Linked DNA regions of Hordeum vulgare: region 1 is linked to region 2. A link is a contact called in public Hi-C data. All regions are on one chromosome and are shown on one strand. Each heading gives the region's core, a stretch centred on a gene start, on an enhancer-like site or on the middle of the called end of the contact. The rest is flanking DNA. Distances are from core to core; before and after follow the strand shown.

The links. A called contact is a pair of places that touch in the nucleus more often than the background predicts.
Region 1: a contact with region 2 is called in a Hi-C map of leaf, with 6 times the contacts expected there. The contact joins the promoter of LOC123449649 here to the promoter of LOC123449648 in region 2. A contact is called at or near these places in 5 of 6 Hi-C or Micro-C datasets (leaf and seedling) and 1 of 1 datasets of contacts at active chromatin or transcription factors (embryo).

Annotation. Positions count from the first base shown.
Region 1 is chr4H:573,184,651-573,190,962 of MorexV3_pseudomolecules_assembly, reverse strand. It overlaps LOC123449649 (transmembrane protein 131), which reads right to left and starts at 2,047. Exons shown (of 4, transcript XM_045126938.1): 1 at 1,890-2,047; 2 at 1-1,575. The coding sequence starts at 1,984.
Region 2 is chr4H:572,980,333-572,986,966 of MorexV3_pseudomolecules_assembly, reverse strand. LOC123449648 (uroporphyrinogen-III synthase, chloroplastic) reads right to left here and starts at 2,284. Exons shown (of 9, transcript XM_045126937.1): 1 at 2,016-2,284; 2 at 1,690-1,777; 3 at 1,538-1,604; 4 at 1,144-1,262; 5 at 920-1,015; 6 at 553-608. The coding sequence starts at 2,213.

The sequences.
Region 1 (6,312 bases), core at 798-3,297, 200 kb before region 2:
ATTATATCTTGGCAGGGTATCACAATTGAACTACCAAGGGAACTGTTTGTTTCGACCACTATATTGCAGTTGTCAAATGGAACACCCTTTGGAACTGAAGCAGTATATCTTATCAAAGCTATATCTGTTACAGTGTCAGGGAAGAGTATCAAGCCATCCAAATACTTCAACTGAAAGATCATCGGGCCATCCCTGTTATCCCCAGTTACACTCACGACCTTCAGTAACTCTGTTGCATCATTCCGTAAAGAAAGGGAAAATATTGACCCATTTCCAGCACAAGATGATATTCGCTCAAACGTGACAGAAACCAAGTCTGTGGAATCATAGTAGGTGCGCGTGTGTACCTCTAGTTCAATAGGTATAACAACAATGTCCACTTTATCAGTTGTGTGATTGCGCAGTTTCATGTAGATAGCACCGAACACCTTGCCTTCTGAAATAGGTTGCAGTTTCAACTCTATGACAGTCCTGCTTTCTGAAGGAAGCACCTCCCACTGCTCACTAGGCCTAATATGGATCACTGGCCATCCAAATTCAGTGCTGCTTGCTGTAAGCCAGTTGCTGCTCAAAGAAGTTAACTCCACTGCCTCATCTAAAGGGCCTAACTGACAAACTACATGAGAAGATTGTTTTGTGCTTTCAGAAGCAGACATCCAAACTGCCACTTCCTCGACATAGAGAGAATCATCAAAAGGGTTGTATATGGACAAATTCTTCTCCAGGTGTCCACCTATTACAACATCCATCCTGGTCAATGGAAGTATCTGGTACGGCGACCCGACAGCCATGCCCTTAGCTTGTATGATGAATCCACCGAAATTGGTCTGCAAAACCAAATGTGCTGAAGAAGAGCCCAACAGCTTCGGCAGGAACATGAAGGTGACCGACGCATTTTCGCCGGGCTGCAGAACCAGGTCCTCATATCCATACACATAGAACTGTGGATCAGTGCTGAATGGCTCATAGACACGCAGGACACTGTCATTGTTCAAATTCACCACAGTCAGGGAGGCCACAGAGGCTGCATAAAGGTTACTCCTGCCCCAATCCAGCACTGGTGGACTTATCTCCACATTCATGGACGAAGAACTGTAGAGGCCACTCGCACTCGGGCTGACATCTGAGGCCGCGCCGTCCAGTTCCAGTGGCACCCCGTGCGATGCCTGCATCCAATTGTCAGGCACAAGCGGCGCCTGGCACGACGCCGCGTCATACCTCGCAACATCCTTGCCCTCTCCCCCCAACGCATCGCGCGCCCCTGCGATGGTCGCATCTGCAGAGGAGCAAGTTACCATGCCTCCGCCGGACATCGGGAAGCACATTGACCGGGATGGCCCCCGGTCCCTTGAAACCCCCAAATCAGGCTCCTTGGTGACGTCATCGCTGGCGAGCAGCGCCTGAACCTCCGAGGACGAGAAGCAGAAGGAACCCCCGTCGGCGCACACATCCCGGAAGCCGAGGCAGCGACCGTCCTCCTGGCGGTCCTCCTCCACGGAATCCCCCGCAGCCGCCGCCGCCGAGACGGACAGCGCAAGGGCCAAGAAGACGCAGCAAAGAGCAGCCAAGAAACCCCTGCAGGAAGCCAAAGACACCACAAAAGGAATCAAGAACTCGCCGGCTCGCCGCGGTGGTTCGTCAAAAAGGCAGAGCGCTACCGAACACCAAAGCATCCCCCAAAACAGAAACCCCAAGAAAATAGTCACAAGGAGCCCAAAAAAACTCGGTATTCCTCGTCGGCATAAGCATGGATCACTCTAGAACTCGAGAACACCAGCCAGCCAGCCAGCCAGCGAGCGAGAGGCGGACAGCAGTTCCTCGTTCGCTTCGGGATGGCTGGAGGCAAGAAAGCAAGGAGGGCGGAGCAGCGGAGGTAACGGGGAACTTACCGAGCAGCGGAGGAAGCGGAGCGCAGGGGGGCGAGGGGAATGGATGGCGCCGCTGACGAGGAGCAGCGGCGGCGGCGGCGGCGGCGGGTGGTCATGGCGACGAGGGCATGCGGCGGGCGAGACTTTAGTGTTGTGTTGTGGTGACCATAGGAATCGACGGGAAAATGAAAAGAAAAAGGAAATAAAAAGGAGGGGAGGGAGGGGGAGGGGGGTGGACAGGGACAGAGGCGGACAGGAAATAAAAAGAAGTGGAGGGGAAACGAAAAAAAAAATGGGGGGAAGGTGTTGGTTGGTCCCCGTGAAGAAAACACATTCATGTTTTCCCCAAAAAAAGAAGGGGGAAACCCGTTTTGTGGTTTTTAAAGTTCACATGGCTAAATTTTTATAGCCCTTCCAATATGAATTTCGAGAACTTTTTGCCATTTCAATGTTTGTGTGCTACAAATCTAGTCCAAACAACAGCAACAACAACAACAAATAAAAATGTTTTCAAACAGTTCTTTCTAACAAAAAGGGGAAATTGTTTTGTAAATAAGGAACTTTTGATGGCCAATGATAAGATGCTCTAAGCATTGAATGCACTCGCGCTTGCGTATGCCCGCGTCGCGACATTCTCGTTTGCGTCAACCCCACTGTTTACAGCTCACGCCCACCAAACCGTTTCATCTCCTTTGTGTCCACATTTTCCGCCTGCTGTTGTTTCTTGATTATTATTCACTTCGGTTTCTACCTCTTGATGAGCAATTGATTACATAGATAAAATGAGGGTGATGTGTTGGTTGGTCCGAGTGAAGAAAGCACATTCAACCCCCCCCCCCCCTCCCCCGGGAAGGGGAAGTACATTTGAAGTCGAGATTGCTATTTAGCCCTTTTAATGTTTGGGTGCTACAAATGTAGTCCAAACAACAACAAATATAAATTCTTCAAACAGTTCTTTATATAATAAAAAAGGAAAAGAAAATGTTAGATAAGAAACTTTCGGTGGTCAATCAAGATAAGATAAGATAAGATGCTCTAAGCGTTCAAAGCTCATGCATGTGTGTAGGCCCACGTCACGACTTTCTCCTTTGCGTCACCCCGCTATTTGTAGCTCATAGCCACCTAGCCGTTTCACCTCCCATCTTTGCTTTTTTTACCTACTTGTGTTGTTTAATGATTATTCACTTTGATTTGTACCTCTTGATGATGAACTGGTTGCCTAGCTACCCCCAATTTCGCTTTTGCACATTTTTTGCATGGTAATTTGGATAAGTCACTTAGGAACATAGAACGTGATGGTTAGTTCTCTTGTTTGGAGAAAGAACGTTGAAAATTCTGAAGTTCAGATGACTATTTAGTCCATGAATATTATGTGGGCTGCAAATCCCAACTAAAGCAACAAATCAAACATTTAAACTTCACAAAAAGTATTATGTAATGTTAGAAGATCACCACATCCAAGCCAGATATCTATTGAGCATTTAATGTACGAGCTTATGTAAACGCCTCTTCTCTACGCAACCAGTTGCGCCTCACACATAGTTTTAAAAGATGGATTGAAAGCCACTGGGAATACGCAACATGCACGGTTTCTATGGACTGCCCAACCAACGGACGAGAAAGAACCAGGTGAATAGGCTAGTTTTGCGCAAACTTGGAAAAAACAAGAATTGGTTGAACCTGTAGATGGCCTATGCATGTGTTTGCGAGGGTTCGACCTGATCATTAGGGGAACAGGCTAAAGCCTCGAGTTTGGCCCAACAACCAACTCGTGTAGCATATATTCTTATTAAAAAAACTTATCTTATTTGTAGCATGTCCTCTTGAAAAATAAAATGAACTTACTTATTTGACAATGCCAAACATATTCTCTCGTTCTCGTCAAATAAAAACTTACCTTATTTACTGCTACTTCGTCTTGTTCTTCACCAGAGTATCTGAAGTCAACATGATTCATTTCTTCCCTTTCATTTCACTTCACATTTGCTCAACAAAAATAATGTATCTCAGCTTTCACATTGTAAGGTCGCATCCTTAAAAGCCCATAGTTCTAATAGCCGGATTGGACATTAGTGAGATAGAACCCATCAAATATGCGCATTTGTGCAAAGTGGGAAAAAAATAGGATTCAAATGAATCGGTAGATGGCGCATGCATTTGGGCAAAATAGAAAACAACATGTGTTTGGAGGGATCGTCCCTGGTCTGAAAAGAAACAAGCTGAAGCATCAAGTTTGGCCCAACAACTAACTCGCCTAGCCTGCATTCTCGTGAAAAAAACTTAGCTTATTGATAAGATGCTTGCTTATCAAATAGGGATTATTTCATCTGTGCCCTCAATTCCTTAGTTGTGTTCAGTTTTTCCCACGCTTCAAACTTTTGCTCACTTTTCCCCTCTCCCTTAGCTGAAACTCTCACAAATGTTGATAACACGCGTTTGCCGTCTTGACAGTTAACTGACTTGTGAGGCCATGTTGAACTCTGTTGACTGTGGCTGTGGCTTCGCTGGTTGGGCCGTGTTTGTGTTCATAGGACGGGCCCGTTAGTTTGTTGGTAATAAATTAAAAAAGCCTACTATCGATGGATGCAACCTGCTATGCATGCCCGTCTTTGGCATCGATGTAGCCTGCTATGCATGCCCGTCTTTGGCATCGATGTAGCCTGCTATGCATGCGAACACCGCCACGCACGCATCTAGTGACCTAGACCTAAACGCATGCATGCATGCCGACACGCACGCATCGATCCGTGCCGCACGGTTGCCAGTGGATTCAGTCGCTCCGCAACGTCGTTTCACGCGTCGCAGGCATACGTGCCGGTGGCAGAAGGGGCAGGCTGCACGCACGCTCGCACGCTCGCGTCCATATGTCGAGGCATCAGTTCACGCCGCACGGCTGCCGCTCGATTCAGTTGTGCCGGTGGCAGAAGGGGCATGCAGAAGGGGCAGCCGCCAACGCAGAGCACGCAGAAGGGGGAGGCAGGCAGCCGCCAACGCAGCAGGGGGAGGCAGCCGCCAAGGCAGAGCACGCAGAGCCGCCAACGCAGAGCACGCTCGCTTCGATTCACGTTCACACATTGATGATCGCATCGGTTCACACAGCAGCACTGAGTCACGATCTACGTCGTTTGCGCGTGTACCCATTTCGTCTCCCCCGGCTATTTAAACTGCCCTTCATTGCCTCTTCTTCTACAGATCCATCTGCGCCTCCCACTTCTCTTCTTCCCCCAAAAGCCAGAGCGGTTCCACTCAGCGAAGCGTTCAAGATGCAGTTCTACGGCCCAACATTCAAAGAGCCTCCTACCGTGCCGGAACGGCGGTACCCCGCCAACGTCGTCGTCGAGGAATCGCTCCGCGTGTGGGCGTTCTCACGCTGGAGGGGTAGCACTGAGCTTGCACGGGGGTTCCTCCGTGCGGGCTTCCACCACCTCCCGGCGGGCTCGCCGCCCATGTTCAACCTCGTGGAGCAGCGTCCCCACGCCGACGCTCCACCGGTAGGGCTCGTCGTCCACTTCACCAACAGGTTCGATGCCTACCACCTGCTCGGCAAGGTGTATTGGTGTGGGTGCGAGTTCATCGCATTCACCACCTATAACATCTTCACCGACTTCGAGAGCATCTTCCCCGCTCGCGACCGCATGCACAGCCTCCCGTACTACCTCAGCGACAACGACCTTGAGGAGGAGGAGTACTGAAGCCGACGGCGAAGAAGACGGTGAAGCCGGCGGTTAAGGTGAAGACGACGGTGAAGACATGGCGGTGTTGTCCTAGCTACCCTATCTAGTATGTAGTATTAGTTTGGTGTGTGTGTTGCCCGACCTAGCTACCCTAATTATTATTATCTATGTAAGAAATTGGTGTCGTGTTATATGTCCCAAGAACTTATGTTGCCCTAGCAACCCTATCTAAGTTAAGTTATGTGTGTTATAATAATGCTTTGTTATGTTTGTATTTTGTTTGTCCCAAGTTTAGACACGGCTAATTGGCGTGGGAAAAATTAACCAAACTAACTAAAAATGATGTGTTTATAGATGCCTTCTAAAAATAAGAACATATTGTACATTTGTACACGGCTTTGGTTTGCTGAGCTCTGTATTTTTTAGGTATTCCAAGAATACTTTGGTTTTCAGAAATATTGAAGTATCAAATACCTTGAGATGTTTGGCTTTAGTCAAAAGTGTAGTTTTATATACTTTAATCCCTACTTTAATATGTAGAAAACTACACTATGTTTGAAGTATGGTTGGACCTCTTTTTCCAATCATGAAGTATAAATTACACTATGTAGAAAACTACACTTTGAGATGTTTGGCTTTAGTCAAAAGGATAAATGAAGGGACCCATAAAGGAAAGGCAAAAAAAATTCCTCAATGAGATAGAAGAGATTGGGCAATCAAATTAATGAAAAAAGCAATCAAAAACAAAAAAGAACAAAGCAATCGTTCCT
Region 2 (6,634 bases), core at 1,035-3,534:
TCTCATTCGGGTTAGCTTATTTTAGGTCAATACAATAGGACGAGATGTAAAAGGCTTGTTTTTTAGGCGTTAGGGTTGTGTGGGGTCGAATCGTCGTTAGGTTGCAGCTCGAGGATGATCTGCATGTCCAGGTGGGGTGTAGTGTTAGAGTACGTGATGGGCCTGGGCCCGTTAGTCTTAGGGTTTGCTTAGGGGTCAAGTAAGCCTTACTTGGGAGTCAAGTAAACCTCTCTATATATGGAGAGGAGATGTATCAATCTAAACAGGCAAGGATTAAGAAGGAAAACCCTTTTCCCTCTTGCCCGGCCGTGGGAAAGGACTCCCACGGCCGGCTCTCTCGCGCCCTCGCAGCTCTCTCTCTCCCGCTCAAACCCTAGCAACCATAACAGAAGCTTAATATGAAACAAAATTAGTACTCATAGATTTAAGAAAGATCAAGCTAACCAGGTAGGTACCATAGATCAATGGAAAATAGCTAAAAAAATCCAGAATGCATGTTCTACATTCAGAAATGGAAAATGAATTAAATATCAATATAATTGAAAATCTTACAGTTGAATAGGTGTTCAGTCTTGTCACCTCAAATCCTCGAGCTGAAAGCCCATTCTCTGCACCGCAGGGTGAAACTAAGTAACAGAAAGACTGAATATTCTATGCAGTTTTTGTGGAAGACGGGTACCACAAGATAACGAACAAAAAGAGTCAAAATTGATATGACCAGTTACAAAACTTAAACTTAACTACAAGACTGAAATTACTTAGCAATTATTGATTTATAATACGGATCAATTTGCAAAGCCCTGAATAGTTCACAACTCTCTCTGGTTAAATGTAAGGCAGAAATCCTGTGACTTAAATGAAGGGGCTGAAATAAATAGCTCCCATATAATGTTAACCGCATGAACACAAAATGACTCACGAATTTCATGGCCAGCCTTTGCAGATGCAGGATACAACACTTTACAGGCAGTTTCACTAGTCCTTGGAAGTTCAGAGGCCAAAACTTTGCCCAAAGCTGATGAAGAAACAAATGTAATAAGTACCTTACATAATTGAAAACACTTCAAGTCTTCAAGATGCATGAAGTCTTTAATAAAGTGCATGGGCTGTACATCATAGTAATATAAATGATGGGCAAGATACCTTTGGAAGGAGAAAATGCAATCTCAAGGGATCCATCATTAGATTGCAATACTTCATCAAAAGTTCTTGCAGTACCTGCTCCAACAACTGCTATTCGCACCTTAGGACTTCCAGCAGCCCTGGTATTGAGTTATTGTGCGATGTCAAATATGGTGGCCGTAGATTAAGTTTGATTTGCTCTCGTTTCATGTAGCGATGATTTGATTTCAGAAATGAAGTTCAGTAAGAAAAAACTTTGGACATGTAAAACACACAATCTACTTTGTTTCACAGAAAGCGCACGGACCTGCGCTGCCACAAGCCCACAACATATGTGGAATGAATCGCGAAATGACATATGTTCTATTTGTGTGGCAACACTGCGCACAATAACTGCAATATGTTTGAATCTTACTTCCATCCCTCAAGGAACACTGCAGCTGCCTCAGGAGATGTTACAGTAATCCAGTCAAACTTTTCATCTGTAAATACACAATACTGAAGTGACTAAACCCTGCGGTTGCAATTTCTGCAAAGCAGTTTAAAAAGATAGACTGAACCACGTACCCCGCAAGACAGCTGAAAGCCTATCTGCGTCAGGCCCTTGGACGTGCTGAATAAGAGGAAGCTCCAGAGAGTGCACATTATGCTTTTCCTGCACAGATCCAATCACAGTACAAGACTGACGCGATTAATTCCTCAAGGTGCCATTTGTTAGCCCCCATTTCAGTTTCGGAGATGTAAAATCAGCCCAGAAAATCGCCTGTCTACAAACGACCGTATAATCCTCTCAAATCCACCAATTTCGGGTCAGCGCACCAGAAAACTGAAAATCGGTTGCGCTCGATCCAGAAGAACAGTGCGAGAGCTGCCCGCTGTGAGAGGGGACTTACCAGAGCGGCGACGAGCTTGGCGTTCTTGCCTCGCTCGCGCGTGACCACGACGTCGGGCGAGGCGGACGAGCGGGCGACGGGACTCCTCCAGGGCGCGCCGGGTCGGGAGGCTCCGGCGGGGTGGGCGGCTCGGTGGAAGGCTCCGGGCCCGTGAGGTGGGGCGAAGGGGATGGGGGCGACGGAGGAATGGAAGGCCATGGGGGAGGCGAAGGCCGACGCCGCGGCTGACCTGTGTTGCGGAGAGGAGCCGACACGCTCTGGAGTCTGGAGTCTGGAGTCTGGACTCGGTGGATGTGGGCGGGCCCCCACGTTTCCGTTCGTTATCCTGGATCTGGGCTGAGTAACTGCCGAACGGGCGGCCTTTGTAGCGTGGTGGGCTATTTATGGGCCTAGTAGTGATACGATGAACTAGTTAGCGAGCGCTTTCTCACAAGAATTCCAGCGATCACTTTCACGCATGGTAACTTGGCGTGTTCTCAGTCACCGTCACGTTTTGCATTCTGAGCGTTTCTTTCGGATTTTCTTTTATTTTTTCGCACGCGTTTCCAGCCTTTTTTGAATAGTTTTTTTTGTGTTCTGGTTTTTACCGGTCTTTCGTAGCTTTTGCAAAACAAAAAAATCATTTTTTTTTTAAAAACGTGTTTTCTTTTCTTTATGTGAAAAACACGTTTTATATTTTATTTTGTGAGAGGTATGGTTTTATCTTCGAGAAAGAAACGGTTTTGCTTTCATGAAAAAGGCACGGTTTTGCCTTCGCGAGGGGCATGCCTGTGCCTAAAGGGAAAAATATGTTTTCTATTTTTTTACGAGAGACACGATTTTGCTTTCGTGAAAGGCACGGTTTTACCTACGGGAGGGGCACGTCCGTGCCTCTCGTAAAGGGAAAAAACACGTTTTCTATTTTTTTGTGAGAGGTACGATTTTGCTTTCGCGAAAGACACAATTTCGCCTTCGCGAGAGACACACCCGTGCCTCTCCCGAAAGAGGAAAAATGCTTTTTTTTGCGAGAGGCACAGTTTTGCTTCCGCAAACGCATGATTTTTGCTTCGCGAGAGACACGCCCGTGCCTCTCCCGAAAGGGAAAAACGCATTTTTTGTTCTCTTTTTTTTCGTGAGAGGCACGGTTTTGATTCCGCGAGAGGCATGGTTTTGCCTTCGCGAGAGGCACGATCCGTGCCTCTCAGAAAGGGAAAAAATCTATTTTTTTTCTATCGCGTGACGCATGGTTTTTCGTCCGGTTTTTTTATTCTGTTTTTTTCGTGAAAAAAATCATCACATGGGATCTAGTTTTGAAAATCTTGGCGCGAGAAAGCCAATGATGAAAACGGTTCAAGATTTGGACGCACGGTTTAGGAGATAAAACGTTTTAAAAATACAAATCTACGAAAAAAGAAAAACTCTCAGTTTGCGACAAATGGCACACATGCAGTGCGCCACTTGTCACAGCCTGTAAAGATGAAAGTAATCGTTAAAAGATGTACTCGCTAACTAGTGATTTCGAACGATGTTGCATTCTTCGGCCAATAGCGAGCGCGACCCACACGAGGCATGCGATTGGACCAGCCCACTGAGACCAACCCTGACTTACGTGTACCTCGACGAGCGCTGCTAGCCACAAGAGATAATCAATTCTTGTGAATGAAGTCGCATCACGAATATACTTACTAATTTAATTTTGTGGATTTCCAAAACAAAAAACTTAATGTTGTAAAATATTCCATGTTGCATGTTATTTTCCGTACTTGTACTGTAATATATAGTTTTTCCAAAATTTGTAATTTCACATAGATTTTTTTTAAAATGTGATTTTTTCTGAAAAAAGAGATGTTCCTGTTTTCAAAATTTTGTCCACAAATTCTAAAAGTGCTCATTTTACAAAATTTGTCCACAAATTCAAAAAAATGTTCGGGAACTTCAGAATTTTTTTTCCCAATTTCTATTTTTTCTCACGAATTTGAAAACTGTTCATGTTATGAAAATTTGTTTGCAAATTCAAAAATGTTTGGGAACTTCAGAAAATGTTCCCAATTTCTATTTTTTCTCACGAATTTGAAAACTGTTCATGTTATGAAAATTTGTTTGCAAATTCAAAAATGTTTGGGAACTTCAGAAAATGTTCCCAATTTCTGATTCTGTTCACGAACTATAAAACGGTATATTTGCCAAATTTCTTCCAAAATCCAAAACAAAAATATGGGAAATTTTCTTGTCCACAAATTAATATTGTACCCTAAATAATTTCTGAAGTTCCCAAACATTATTTAGGAAACATTATTCAGGAAACCTTATTAAGGGAACAATATTGAAGTAATACTTTTTAGGAAACATTATTTAGGAAATATTATTGAGGGAAAACATTATTCAGGGAAAAACGTTAGGGAACAAAGATTGAAGACTTGAACATTTTTTTGAGAAAACTTAACAATTGCTTCAGAAACGTGAATATTTAGTGAAAACGTCAATAGTTTTTGGGAATATGAAACATATGTTTTCAAAAATAGGAACAAAACTGACAATAAGAAATTTATGAAAGAATTGAAAAATGTTCTGTAAGCACTAACAAAAAATGAAAACACGAATTTGTGTGTAATTACAAAAAAAATTAAATGAGAACATTCATGTATTTTTACAAAAATTAAGAATTTGAACATTTCTGAAATACGAAATTGTATATCTTCTGAATTTTAAACATTTTTTAAAGAATCATACAATTTTCAAAATTCTAATTTCTCAAAATTTCTAAACAAAATATTATAACTGGATCACTTTACGAACAGAATTTTTTTTTCAAATTTTTAAATATGTTTTAAATTTAACTATCATTTCTATGAATTTGTTATTTTCTAAATTTTTGAATTTTTTTATTCCATTTTTTATAAGTGAAAAAATTGGAATTCTAATCTTTTTTCGAATTTCAGATCAAAATTTGAAAAATGCGATAAAAAATCTGGACATATGTTGCAAATAGTATATATACTTGAAAAAAAAAATGAAATGATGAAAGAAATACAAAAACAAATAGAAAGGATAAAAAACATAAAAGAAATAAGAAAATAAATAAATAAAAACAGTAATTGTAAAGAATAAAGAATATTAAAAATAACTAGTTTAGGGACCTTCTAGAAGGTTCCTAAAATCAAATAAAACTGACCAGGAATCTATAGGAGATTCCGAAAACCGATAGAAAACCGCATGAACTACTGTAATGGGCTCCGGACCACCAAGCACTTCGTCTTGATCTCCTTTGCGAAGCTCCGTCAATTTGACGCAGAATGCGTCAAATAGGGAATTCCAAAGAAAAATACATGGGTGCCCTAAAAAATACCGGGGAAGGATGTTGCTAAGAAAAGATTAGGATGTTTTATTGGAGATTGGCAAAACATTTGCTGCTGACACAGGATGTTAGCCGATACAAACCCATGCGACCTCTGTGGTTTCAAAGATTCATGGAGACACTCATTGTTAGAGTGTTTGATGGCCCGTAGTATATGATGCTAACCATGGGACCAAGCGCGAAAAACTAGTTGTTTACAACGATTCTTTTGTGCGACTGCCGGTTAGTTTTTGGGCTATATGATGGGCAAGAAGGAAGACGGTACATGAGGGGGAATTCCAGAGTCCCTTTTTGAGCAAACTGTTTGTCAGTCAAAAAATATCGGAGCTTGGAGAGATCACCATGAAAACTATAGTGTGTGATCTAATGCTTTGCGTAGGAACCCTCAAGCTTGCATAAAAGCACCACAAGCCGGCAATGCTAAGATACAAGTGGGTGCTGGGCTAGCAAGATCAAGCTTTGGAGGCGCGGTAGCGATGGTCTACCGAGACTCGCAGGGAAACTATCTTGACTCCTTTGTTTTGGTAATTCATGGTGTTTGGGGTGTGACAACCCTAGAAGCGATTGCATGTAGGGAAGGTATGTGCCTTGAGATGATCTTCTCATCCACAATATATTGATTGCTACTGACTCGAAGCAAGTTTTGGATGACATTCTAAGGGAGCTATGGAAACTATGGTCAAATCATAATTGAGGTCAAGCAAAGAGCACATGAGCACAATTGCATGTTCCTAGGGAAGATCATCAAATTATGAAGCACATTTGCTAGCAAAATTATGTCATTCATTATCATGGACGCCATATTTCGCTAGGCCAACCCCATATGTATTTAATTAAGTGTAGCCTTTCTCAAAAACAAAAACTTGATGAACCAACCCGAGAGTTGTGATTTTTTTTTTTGAGGAACCGACAGGAGCACTGCCTTTTTCTTATAGAATAAATGGAGAATGAAACACAACTTAGAGAGGGACAATTGTTTTTAGAGAATATCGGAGGAACCACGAAAACACTAGTTAAGAGCAACTCTAGCAGACCCCGCATCCCGTCCCGACCCGGAAATTAACCGTCAAAATGCAGGTCGGGCGGGAAAACCTGCCCGATCAGACCCCGCATCCCGCCCCGGCCCGCAAATATTTTTGCGGGGCACAACAAAATCTCGGCCCCAACCCGCGTATTCGTGGGTTTCCACCTCGCCGTTGCGGTGCCCCGCGTATGAGCGAAAGCGGATTACCCCTTGCAGTTCATTTCTAACTTCTTAGGCACTCACAAGTGGCCCAGTGCATTT